2 separate regions of the Muntiacus reevesi genome follow, and region 2 is linked to region 1. The links are chromatin contacts, called in public Hi-C maps. All regions are on one chromosome and are shown on one strand. Each heading gives the region's core, a stretch centred on a gene start, on an enhancer-like site or on the middle of the called end of the contact. The rest is flanking DNA. Distances are from core to core; before and after follow the strand shown.

Evidence for each region. A called contact is a pair of places that touch in the nucleus more often than the background predicts.
Region 2: a contact with region 1 is called in a Hi-C map of blood, with 4 times the contacts expected there. The contact joins the promoter of XRCC5 here to the promoter of SMARCAL1 in region 1. A contact is called at or near these places in 2 of 3 Hi-C or Micro-C datasets (blood and muscle).

What each region holds. Positions count from the first base shown.
Region 1 is chr3:132,064,542-132,070,888 of mMunRee1.1, reverse strand. It overlaps SMARCAL1 (SWI/SNF related, matrix associated, actin dependent regulator of chromatin, subfamily a like 1), which reads left to right and starts at 3,132. Exons shown (of 18, transcript XM_065930618.1): 1 at 3,132-3,330; 2 at 5,167-5,202; 3 at 5,677-6,347. The coding sequence starts at 5,190.
Region 2 is chr3:132,350,921-132,357,267 of mMunRee1.1, reverse strand. XRCC5 (X-ray repair cross complementing 5) reads left to right here and starts at 3,481. Exons shown (of 21, transcript XM_065930620.1): 1 at 3,481-3,639. The coding sequence starts at 3,619.

The sequences.
Region 1 (6,347 bases), core at 1,883-4,382:
CCTGAAGAACTTTGGAAGTACAGAAATTTAAACAAAGAAGCCTTGCATATAACAGTACTCAATCAGTGGTGCTGTTGACAAAGCAGATGTGAACACTGAGTGGTGTTTGATTAGTTTACTTTCTGAAGACAATTTTTTTAAACCGAATTCTTATTCTAAGTTCCTATTCTTAGAATTTTAGAATGTTTGCACTAGAACAGTAAGCACATCTTTTAGTTAATCTAGACTTCCCAAATTGGGATTTGATCCCATGAATCTATAGGAGTATTAGAACCCAAGCTCCACTGGTTCCCATGCTTGCTTAGCACACATCAAAGGGCAACATGGCATTTTACAAGTGAGCCAACTGCCAAGGGCAGTGACTGTCGTATGAATGGGTGGCAGACGTGTGTGAAGTGCCCAGCGCCCAGCTTTTTAGCAAATTAACTGACTCTGTTGGGGGACAGGAAGGGCAGGGAAAGATGTTCATTCATTTCTGCTCACGCTACATAGTAGGAAATGGCTTCTGGGTATAAGTAATGAAAGATCTAAGAAGATATTTGAAGGCAGGAGGAGAAGGGGACAACAGAGGATGAGATGGTTGGATGGCATCACCAACTCAATGGACATGAATTTGAGCAAGCCCAGGAGTTGGTGATGGACAGGGAAGTCTGGCGTGCTGCAGTCCACGGGGTTGCAAAGAGTCAGACACGACTGAGCGACTGAACCGAAGAAGATATATCTCAAATAATAGCAACGTCTCTCTCCCATCTGTTCTGAGATTTCACAGTTCCCTAAGTACTTCTCTTGTATTTTCTCAATTTGATCCTTACCACAATAAGATTTAGCAAGGTGGTACTGTTTTCATGGGAAATAGATGGGGAAACAGTGGAAACAGCATCAGACTATTTTTGGGGGCTCCAAAAGCACTGCAGATGTTGATTGCAACCATGAAATTAAAAGACGCTTACTCCTTGGAAGGAAAGTTATGACTAACCTAGATAGCATATTAAAAAGCAGAGACATTACTTTGCCAACAAAGGTCCGTTTAGTCAAGGCTATGGTTTTTCCAGTGGTCATGTATTGATGTGAGAGTTGGACTGTCAAGAAAGCTGAGCACTGAAAAATTGATGCTTTTGAACTGTGGTGTTGGAGAAGACTCTTGAGAGTCCCTTGGACTGCAAGGAGATCAAACCAGTCCATCCTAAAGGAGATCAGTCCTGGGTGTTCATTGGAAGGACTGATGCTGAAGCTGAAACTCCAGTACTCTGGCCACCTCATGCGAAGAGTTGACTCATTGAAAAAGACCCTAATGCTGGGAGGGATTGGGGGCAGGAGGAGAAGGGGATGACAGAGGATGAGATGGCTGGATGGCATCACCGACTTGATGGACATGAGTTTGAGTAAGCTCCGGGAGTTGGTGATGGACAGGGAGGCCTGGTGTGCTGCGATTCATGGGGTTGCAGAGTTGGACATAACTGAGTGACTGAACTGAACTGAACTGTTTTCTTACTGTAACTTTACAGATGAGGAAATACAGGTAGGGTCACTGTGTTGACTTGGCCAATGAAAGGGGTGGAGCTGAGATTTGAACACTATCTAGCGCTGAACTTCACTCAAGGCCTGTAAGACAGGCCAACGCCTTTGTCATTTAAAAAACCTGGTTAACTGTTTCAAATGTCCACAAGTTCTATATGATTATTTTAAGAAAATTCAAGTAATTCAGGAAATTCTAGATTAAAAAGTAGACTAGTGTACCCCATCCTCCCTTGGTTGTGAACTGAGTTTACGCACACTGACAGGTAAGGATTTTTTTTTTAATGGATCAAACTATACGCATTGATGTGCTTTGCTTTCCTTAACAATACTTCTTAGTCGTTTTTCCAGATCCTTAAGTAAAGATCTACCTGTTTGTTTTTAAATGTGCCGTGTTTGAAAACAGAATAGCAATATTTATGTGTACAGTGATGATAGGGGAATATTGTATTTACCAACAATATTCAATAGTGGAGTTGATTATGGAATGAAAATGGGGCTCACACTGGTGCTCAGAAATGGGGTAAACTGACTCTGATAGTGTCAGGTTACTAATTTTCTCTCAAAAGTGTGGGCTCCAGAGTCAGAACCACAAATAGGCTAATAAGGCTTTGAAAAAGTTATCCAGTAGCTGTTCTGTAAAAGCGGGATACAAATACTGTGTGTTCCTTAAAATTGGAGTGAGGATTAAATGAGATAATTCAGATTAAATGCTCAGCAGAACGACTGAAGATGAAGATGAAAAGGATGATTATGACAATGACAGTGATGACAATGTTAATTCTCTTTGGGTTCAAGAAGGTCAGGTCAGCGTTGGAACAGCAGGTGATGCTTAAATTGCAAAGTTATCAATATCAGGAACGGGCCCTCCAGGGTTACCAAATCCGACTGTCCGTCTCTCCATGTTACTATGAGATTAACCACAGATGCAGTATCTTTGACTTGTCAAATGAAATTCTTGTGTTAATATGATGTTGTACATTTTGCACAGCTCATACTGCTTCCTTCCTGGGTGCTACTAAAAATAAGGAAGAACATGGAAAAAAAAAACAACCCACAACTCTGATAGTTCTTCACAGTAAGACTTCAGTTTTGGAAACCTCAACAACTCAGGTTTAATGATCCAGAGTTTGGTGAAACCTTTCAGGGAACTGTTGTTTTGCAATTGCTCAGTCGTGTCTGACTCTCTGGGACCCCACGAACTGCAGCATGCCAGGCTTCCCTGTCCTTCACCGTCTCCCAGAGCTTGCTCAAACTCATGTCCATCCAGTCTGTGATGCCATCTAACCATCTCGTCCTCTGTCGTCTCCTTCTCCTCCTGCCTTCAATATTTCCCAGCATCAGGGCCTTTCCTAATGAGTCTGCTCTTCCCATCAGGTGGCCAAAGTATTGGCGCTTCAGCTTCAGCATCAGGGACACCAGGACTACAATTCCCAGGGTGGACCGTTTCCACCCCGCCCATGACGTTGCGTCTCTCCGAATTCACACCAGGCTCCTAGTTCAAACTACAAATCCCAGAAGGCCCTGCAGTACCGCTTCGGCCTCCCGCCTCCTGAACTCTTCACTTTTTCAAAAGCGCAATTCGGGCCGCCTTGCCCACTGGGAAATGTAGTTCCTCGGTGAGCGACCCTGCCACTAACACTACCTCTCAGGCCAGGGAACTGAAACAAGGCGAGCGAACTGGCAAGCACCCGAGTACCTGCGCCTAATCGGTCACCGGAAGAGCAACCTGGCTCGGGAGGGCCTTGCAGACGCGCCTGGGTTCGGGGTCTGGCGCGAATGAAGCTCGCAGTCTAGGTCTCAGCCGGCGGGAAGGTAAACCGGGAGGAAGGCGGCGGAGAAGGACGCGACCACAGACCAGCATGGAGCAGGGAGTGGCCAACGGAAAGGGTGAATCCAAGTGGAGATGATAGGGGTGGGAATGGCGCCTCCGTCCTTCCAAGTCTGGGGGGAGATGCGCGCCCCCAAAATGGGGTGGAACCCAGGTCCTAGCGAAAAGAAGAGGGGCCTCCGTGTAGTGGGACGGCTTTATGGTTTGGGGCTGATCAATGGGACCTCATCCCCCGGCCTCGTCTCCCCTGGCTAGTGGAGGCAGCGCGCCAGGCCTTGGCCCTGGAGGATTTGGGGCCGCGGCAAAGCCCTGGATGGCAAGTTTAGGCAGGAGTGTTATGCTCAGGGAACCTGAGAACTTGAGCGGTGCCCCGGGAACAAAGCCTTTCTCTAACCCCTTCCTAACTGTTGGCAGTTGGGGGAAGTGGGAGGCCCCTGGGGACAGATGTTTGGGGGTTCTGGTCAAAGACAGTGGCAGGAAGAAGGAAACCTTTTTAACCCTAGGCCCTTCTCAGAGTACCCCACCCGTACCCCCTTGTCATCACTGTAAACATTACGTGGCCCATTGAGAGTCGACTCTATTCTGAATCAAGCCAGAGAAGTTGGTGTCAAGCGCCTGGGCTTAGAATATTGTAAAAGTGGCTCAGCCCTTGGAAAAAGGACCTAAGTAAATTAATCGGGGGAAAAAATCAGGCTTGGGATACAGGATAGTTTGTAAAAGATCCTGCTGTGCTGTGCTTCCGTTGTGTCCCACTCTTTGTGAACCCAAGGGCTGTAGACCATCAGGCTCCTCTGTCCGTGGGATTCTCCAGGCGAAAATACCTGCGTCTCTTAGGGCTCTTCTTTGGCAGGTGGGTTCTTTACCACCCTTCCAGGGGCTCTTCCCAACCCAGGTCTCCCACATTGCAGGTGGATTCTTTACCATATGAGCCACCAGGGAAGCCCAGGATACTGGAGTGGGTTATCTATCCCTTCTCCCAGGGATCTTCCCAGCCCAGGAATAGAACTGGAGTCTCCCTGGTGGCTCAGCTGATGAATCCTCCTGCAATGTGGGAGACCTGGGTTCAATTCCTGGGTTCAGTCCCTGGGTTGGGAAGATCCCCTGGAGAATGGAACAGCTACCCACTCCAGTATTCTGGCCTGGAGAATTCCAGGGACTATATAGTCCATGGGGTTGCAAAGAGTCGGACAAGACTAAGCGACTTTCACTTTTCTTTACCACTAGCGCCACCTGGGAAGCCCATATAATTTGTAGTAAATTTGTCTATTTCCAAAGTACAGGACCTGTATCTAAGGATATGGATAGAAAAAAAGAATTATACTGTACTCTATGAACAGTAGCTGGCTTTCCTGGTGGCTTGGTGGTAAATAATGTTGCCTGCCAATGCAGGCGATGCAAGAGACACAGGTTTGATCCCTGGGTGGGGAAGATCCCCTGGAGAAGGAAATGGCAACCCACTCCAGTATTCTTGACTGGGAAATCCCATGGACAGAGGAGCCTGGCGGGCTGCCATCCATGGGGTCACAGGAGTTGGACACAATTTAACGACTAAACCACCACCAATGAACAGTGGTTATTGATGGATGATGAGATTACAGATTAATTTTACTCTTTTTTTTACATCTATATGTAGCATCTGGATTTGAAAAATGAGCATGTATTACTGTTTTCACCTTACTTTTCCAAGAGTCACTTGTTGCTCCTTGGTCGTGGGTTTACCACCTGCAGATTGCCTTGCTAGGAATGATAAAAGGATTCAGTTTGAGGGGTGAATTTAGAGTGCAGTCTATGTGATGTTAATGTTTTTTTCCTTCTTACAGGTTGGAAAGAGGCTATTTTATAAATGTCACGTCATGGTATGTGGTTGTTTTGGTCTATGTCAGTCTAATCCCTTATCCTTTCTAGTTTGAAATGCTCCCTTCTCTTTATCTGATGGATTTAGATTGCACTGCATAACTTGCTTGGAATCTGAAAACTAACTCATGTTGGTTGGTGGATGAGAGGGAGAAAAATATTGCAGTTGAAATACCTTTTCAACTTTGGATTTAATTGACCTTGCTATATGCTTCTTTTGTCAGGGTCATGGTTTTTGTCATATGTGTGTGTGTATGTTTAATTATAAAAAGAAATTTTAATATATCCTTTGTTTATACTCCTTGTGCATTTCCTGGGACAAAAGCTTGTTGAAATCAAGGTAAGCAAAAAAAATTTTTTAAATTAATGTTTATTTCCATGTTGTTTTTCCTTTCTCAGCTTTTGCCAAGTTTCCGATTACAGACTGACATTCCTACATGAGCATCTCCCTATTAAAATGTCCTTGCCTCTTACAGAGGAGCAGAGGGAAAAAATTGAAGCAAATCGGCAGAAGGCTCTGGCCCGAAGAGCTGAGAAACTGTTAGCAGAACAGCATCAGAAACCTGCCCAGTCCAAGCAGGGCCCATCCCAAAACCTCCCCCGAGATCCGTCTAAGTCAGGGAGCCATGGCATCTTTTTCAAACAACAAAATCCCAGCAGTTCATTTCATGGTGACGAGAGACCTCAAAATCCCCACAGTTTTCCACCGAATACCTCTGAGCAGGCGAAGGGGATGTGGCAGAGGCCAGAAGAGATGCCCACAGCCTGCCCAAGCCACCACCCACCAAATCAAGTGACTGTCGCTGGGATCTCCCCACCCCTGGCAAACAGTCCTCCAGGGGTCCCCAGCCAACAGCTCTGGAGTTGTGAGTTAGGTCAAGGTCATCCTCAGGCTTCACACAAGACCCAATCAACACCCTTTACTAACACAACTCACAAGCCTTTGGCCAAAGCAAAGAATTTCCAGGAGACAGCAGCCTCTTCCTCTGGACAGCCCCCTAGGGATACTGAATTAGAGACCAGGATGGCGAGACCCTCCACCTCTGGGCAGAACGTTTCGGGGAGTGTGACGCCCAGAACAGAAGGAAGACTGCAACAGAAAGCAGGGACCCCGCCGCACAGAGTGGCAGGCTCCCAGCAGGGAAGG
Region 2 (6,347 bases), core at 2,232-4,731, 290 kb before region 1:
CCCACCTCCCACCTCCCTCCCCATCCCATCCCTCAGGGTCATCCCAGTGCACTAGCCCTGAGCACCCTGTCTCACGCATCAAACTTGGACTGGCGATCTATTTCACATATGATATTATACATGTTTCAATGCTATTCTCTCAAATCATCCCACCCTCGCCACAGAGTTCAAAAGTCTGTTCTTTACATGTGTCTCTTTTGCTGTCTTGCATATAGGGTCATTGTTATCATCTTTCTAAATTCCATATATATGTGTTAATATACTGTATTGGTGTTTTTCTTTCTGGCTTACTTCACTCTATAACAGGCTCCAGTTTCATCCACCTCATTAGAACTGATTCAAGTGCATTATTTTTTTAATGGCTCAATAATATACCATTGTATATATGTACCACAGCTTTCTTATCCATTCGTCTGCTGATGGACATCTAGGTTGTGGAATTGCGGAGTTTTAATCACTGGATCATCAGAAGTCCCCCAAGCCATCTAGTCCATCGACATGAAGTTGCCATCCTTCACTTCACTTCAAGTCCAGGGGGAACAAAATCTCCTTGGATTATGAGTATCCATGGTTTCCAATGAAACAAGGTTCTAAATCTTTAAAAGAACTAATTTTAGATGACGATTCATTGCATCATTGAGGGCCATCAAGGGGTTAAGGTTTACAGTGTTGTAAAAGATTAGTGGCCAAAATCAGAAATTTCCTCCTCTTTAATTACTAACATAAGCTTGTTGAAATACTTTCTAGGCCCAAGATGGAGCCACTCCTGCCTAGGTGCCACATCAGCAAACCAATATTTAGATCACTTTTGTGTCCCTTTAAATGCTCTGCTTGACCAGAAACGCAGTACAACTGTCCCTAGCATCAGTGGGGGATTGGATCTAGGACCTCTGGGGAGACCAAATTCCATGGATGCTCAAGTCCCTTATAAAATTGGTAGTAGAGTTGGTTCTTTACATCTGGATTCTGCATTGATTCAACGAACCAGGGGTTGAACTTGATCTGCAGTTGGTTGAACCTGTGATTGCCCAACCTATGGATGTGGTGGGCCAACTGTGTGTGTAAAAATCAGCCAACTCCCAGACAGCAAGCCAACTCTGAGCTCTATACTTATTTCCTTGTTCCTTCTCATTCCAAACAATGCTCATTATGTGGCCAACAGCTAATTAGATATTTTCTACTTTTCTCTTCCTTGTTGGTTATTATCTATCCATAGATATCTATCCCATAGAAGCTTCCTGCCTTTGTCCTATTTTGTGGTTCTTTGAATCTGTTTCAAAAAGTGTTAAAAAAAATCTATCACTGACATTGTCTTCTTTAATCATTTTTAACAAGCATTTTATGTCTTTTTAATGGCATTTAAAAATCACATCGACATGGTACATCACTGCTCACATCTTTCTGGGATATAAACTTATTTCATATCTGTACTTTGTTAAGATTTTCAACATATTTTTCCAATTGCCCATATAAACATCATTACACCTGTCAGAACACAAAACCTGCACATTTCAATTTTGTATAGTGTTCATAAATTCATCACTTATGTAGTTCATCACTTATCATATCAGAACAATATCAAACTCGAATACATTTCAGCAACTTAAATTGTAATTTCAAATTAAAAATTTTTTACTTGCCTTTGTTTACTCCAAAGGGAAGCTTAGTCTACAATACAGCAAGTGTTTAAAATATCCCTATTGTTTCAGTTATCTCTTGCTGTGTAACAGGTAAAATTTAACTGGATTAAAATAATAATCATTTGATTTATTTGCTCTAATTCGCAATTTGGGTGGAGCTTGATGGATATGAGTGGTCCATATCTCTATAATACGAATGAGAAAAAAGAAAGAGGGAAATAGAGGCTACACACAAGATAAAATCATGGACATACAGCATGGAGATTTCCTTCACCATGGTGAGTCACCAGTAATTATTTAACTGTCATACAAAAAAATACTTCAAGAATAATATTTCAGCCTTAAAAGAACTCCTTGAATCAACATCTAGGTGAACTTCCTGGACTCTAAAAGCACAATCTGAAAGTATCTGACTCTCTTGGCTTCGGTGTGTTTGTTATTTGGGTTCCCTCAAGATCCCTCCCTCCTCATGGCCTCCCCACATCTTTCCAGCTTCACATCTGCTTTTCTTAGGTCTGATTTTCAAGAAGATTGGACTTAATGTTCTAGGTTGGCAGACACTTGCAAGTTGCCAGATCCTTTGTCCAAGCAGCCGTCAGCCTGTGGGCCATTTGGTACAGAAAATAGCCTTTTCTGTGCAAGGTTCAACTTGGGCCTGCCTCCCTCAAAGGGGCTGCAGCCTGGACAGTTTCCCTTGAAAGCGGGTGGGGAGATCGTCAGGCACCATAATTGACAGCTGCCACTTCTAGAACATCTCCCTAGGTTCTTATTGAACTAAACCTCACTCCCCCTTTTCCAAACTAGGTATGTGCTAAGTCACTTCAGTCCTGTCTAGTTTTTGCAACCATATGGGCTAAGCCCATCAGGCTCCTCTGTCCATGGGATTCTCCAAGCAAGAATACTGAAGTGGGTTGCAATGCCCTCCTCCAGGGGATCTTCCCCACTCAGGGACTGAACCTGCCACTCTTATATCTCCTGCACTGGCAGACAGGTTCTCTACCACTAGCGCCACCTGTGAAGCACAGCGATACTCTGAAGTATGGGGAGATCCTTAGCAGACGCTGTTCATGCCTCCAGGCCTATATACATCCCACCTCCTCTTCAAGAAAAGATGCTGTTTCCACTTTTGATTACCTGAAAAACTACTTTTCTTTCAAGAATTGGTTCTAAGGTCATCGCATCTGCTGTCTTTCCTTATCCTTCTTGTAAGAAGAAACAGAATTTTAGGGAAGTCAACCGACTTTCTGGATTCATGTTCATATACAAGGAGATCTAAGTCCAGATCTCTGACACTAGACGCTGTGTTATTTTCAATGTGAGAAAAGGAGAGTGACTCTTTCAAAGTAGAGATTCCTATTTACCTGATTCTAGAAATTTGGGAAGTTCGAAGACCAAAATCCCTTCAGTTCAGTTCAGTCGCTCAGTCGTGTCCGACTCTTTGCAATCCCATGGACTGCAGCACACCAGGCCTTCCTGTCCATCACCAACTCCCGGAGTTTACTCAAACTCATGTCCATTGAGTCGGTGTAATCTCATCCTCTGCAACCCTTCTCCTCCCTTCTTCAATCTTTCCGAGCATCAGGGTCTTTTCAAATGAGTCAGTTCTTCGCATCAGGTGGCCGAGGTATTGGAGTTTCAGCTTCAGCATCAGTCCTTTCAATGAATACTCACGACTGATTTCCTTAAGTCCCTTAAAGTGAAAGTGAAAGTGAAGTCGTGTCCGGCTCTTTGCGACCCCACGGACTGTATAGCCTACCACGCTCCTCCGTGCGTGGTCACTTAACCAGGGGACAAGCGCAGTGAATCCGCGCATGCCCAGAGTGTCGGCGCACGATTTCCCCGCCCCCTTCGGCCTCCGCGGGAAGCGGCTTTTCCTGCAACACTCCAGCCACTCCAGCTCCGAGTCCGGCGGAACTGAATTTCCACGCCGGAGGTTCCCGCTCGGAAGAGGCGGCCGAGGCGCTTGTGGGGCAGCAGCATGGCGCGGTCGGGGAGTAAGGTAGAAAGATCAGTAGGCTTGGGCCTATGTCTGTGCTCGGGGTCCGGAAAGGGTGGTTCGGAAGCAGGAATCATGGGATCCCGGCGGTGCCAAGGAGTGAGGAGGGGAGTTCCGGTTGGCGGGCTGATTGAGCGGTGCGCTGTGAGAGAGACTGGGCATTTGGAGTGTGAAAAAAAGGGAATTTAAGCCTCGCCCACTCCCCACCCCCGCCGCCTCCTCAGTCTTTCCGTGCTCACTGTATCGCCCCCGGTCCTCATCCTGTCCCCATCCCACTCCGACCTCCCCTCGGTACCTCTCCATCTCCAGCCTGCCGCCAACTCCTGCATTACTTCTGAATCTGGTTTTTAAAAATCTGTGAGGATGGACGTTAGTTATGGTGAGCACCAATCCCACAGACTCGTAAAACATCAGAGAGGGATTGCAAGTGAAATAATTTGCAATGTAAAACATCCTTATTGTTTAGACGCTAAGCCGCGTCTAACTCTTTTGCAACCCCATGGACTGTAGCCCGCCAGGCTTCTCTGTCCCTGGGATTTCCCAGGCGAGAATGCTGGAGTCAGTTGCCATTTCCTTCTCCAGAGGATCTAACCAACCCAGAGATCACAGCCACCTGGGAAGCCCCGTTCTATTACTACCTCTATAGTAATCGAATATCAAATATTTTGCATTTATTGAAAGCTTACTCTGATGAAGCACTGATCTAAAGCCTTTATTCCTGTCTGTCTTAATCTTCACCACAAGCCCAGGAGTTGAAAGTTTTTTCTCCTTTACAGTTGAGAAAAGCAAAGCTTAAAGAAAGTGATTAGCCCCAAGGTCACCCAGCCCATAAGCGGTAGAATCCGAATTTGAACACAAGCTCTCTGCTCTCAGAGCTCTGGAGAATGTTTCTCTTGCTAGAAATCGATGGTTCTCAGTGACCCAGGTTAATAACATATGATGATGAATTTTTTAAATAGTGTTTTCAGTATAGGCAGAAAGTGGTACTTGTCTCTGAGGGATCACTAGAGGTAGGTGTATTCGGAGGAGTTGTTTATTCGTGTATCCATCTGTAATCTCAAGAACTAGGCCCTTTATTAGGCAACTGGTATACAGATAGGAGTTGGAGCAGGTGGTCTCTAGTGTCCTCCTCCCCAGAGGAAAATACTGATTAAAATGGTTATAAACATATGCCACGCGCACCTCCTTTATTCCTTTCAGCTGCTGAAAACTTTCAGCTCTAATAAAGCAGATGTTTATAGCAGGTGGACTTGTAGCAAAATTCTAATACTTGCTTCAGTGTTTAAATGAGGGGGGGGCACTATGCTGCTCTTTTTTCTTTTTCCTGGTTTTCTTACTGCTGTCAGAAAAGAACTTGAGATACTACATAGACCATTCTCTGCTTTCAGATAAGTGCCATACTGTGAAACCCTTTGTTGACATTTTTTGGAGAGCTGATTCCTGGCAAAGGACCTTTAGTCCTCTTTTTTTTTAGAGTTTTCTTTTTTTAAAGTAACCTTATGGGGAAAAAAAAAGTAGCTTTATGAACTTATTTATATATTAAGTAAGTGCAGCAGCATATTTGGGGACTCTCTAACTTTTTTAAAGAGTCTTGTGGTCAGAGCATTGAAACTATGGGATGTAAATTTTGTTGCCCTCAAAGGAATTTCTCCAAACATGCTATTTATAACCTGGAGCTCTCTTAATATTAGTGCATTGTGTTTAGTTTTTTGTAAATTAGGGAAAAACTTAAATAGTCTTTCCTTTCCATCGTTTTGCCTTGCCTGAGATATAACCAAATTAAATATCATCTATAATGTCCCTGATAGGAGCTCATCCAGGTTTTTCAAAGAATTCTAGGGTCAGGAGATAGTTGTTTCAGAAAACAAATTCATTGATTACTTCTAGGTATCATTTTTTCCTCCCTTCAGTTTAGTTCAGTCGCTCATTTGTGACTCCGGATGAGCTCCTATCAGGGACGTTATAGATGATATCTAATTTGGTTACATCTCAGGCAAGGCAAAACTATGGTAAGGAAAGACTATTTAAGTCACTCTTTGTGACCGCATGGGCCGCAGCACACCAGGCCTCCCTGTCCATCACCAACCCCCAGAGCTTACTCAAACTCATGTTCATTGAGTCGGTGATGCCACCCAACCATCTCATCCTCTGTCGTCCCCTTCTCCCGCCTTTAATCTTTCCCAGCATCAGCGTCTTTTCCAGTGAGTCAGTTCTTTGAATCAGGTGGCCAAACTATTGGAGCTTCAGCTTTAGCATCAGTCCTTCCAATGAATATTCAGGACTGATTTCCTTTAGGATGGACCGGTTGGATCTGGTTGAGTCTCCAAGGGACTCTCAAGAGTCTTCTCCAACACCACAGTTCAAAAGCATCATTCTTCAGTGCTCAGTTTTCTTTATAGTCCAACTCTCACATCCATACATCACTCCTGGAAAATCCATAGCTTTGACAAGACAGACCTTTGTTGGCAAAGTAATGTCTCTACTTTTTAATATGCTGTCTAGGTTGGTCATAATGGAGTCAAATCAGTTTCCGTATAACTTCCATCTGTGAATCCTATTATCTCTCTTGCAGAGCTGTTTTTTGTAACACAGCTGTCAACTATATAAGGATAACAGTCAGGTTCCTCTAAATCTTCCTGTCTGGTTCAAATAGTCAGTTTTTTCCACCTATCACATATGCTCCAGATCCGTCTCTAACCTGCTTATTTCAT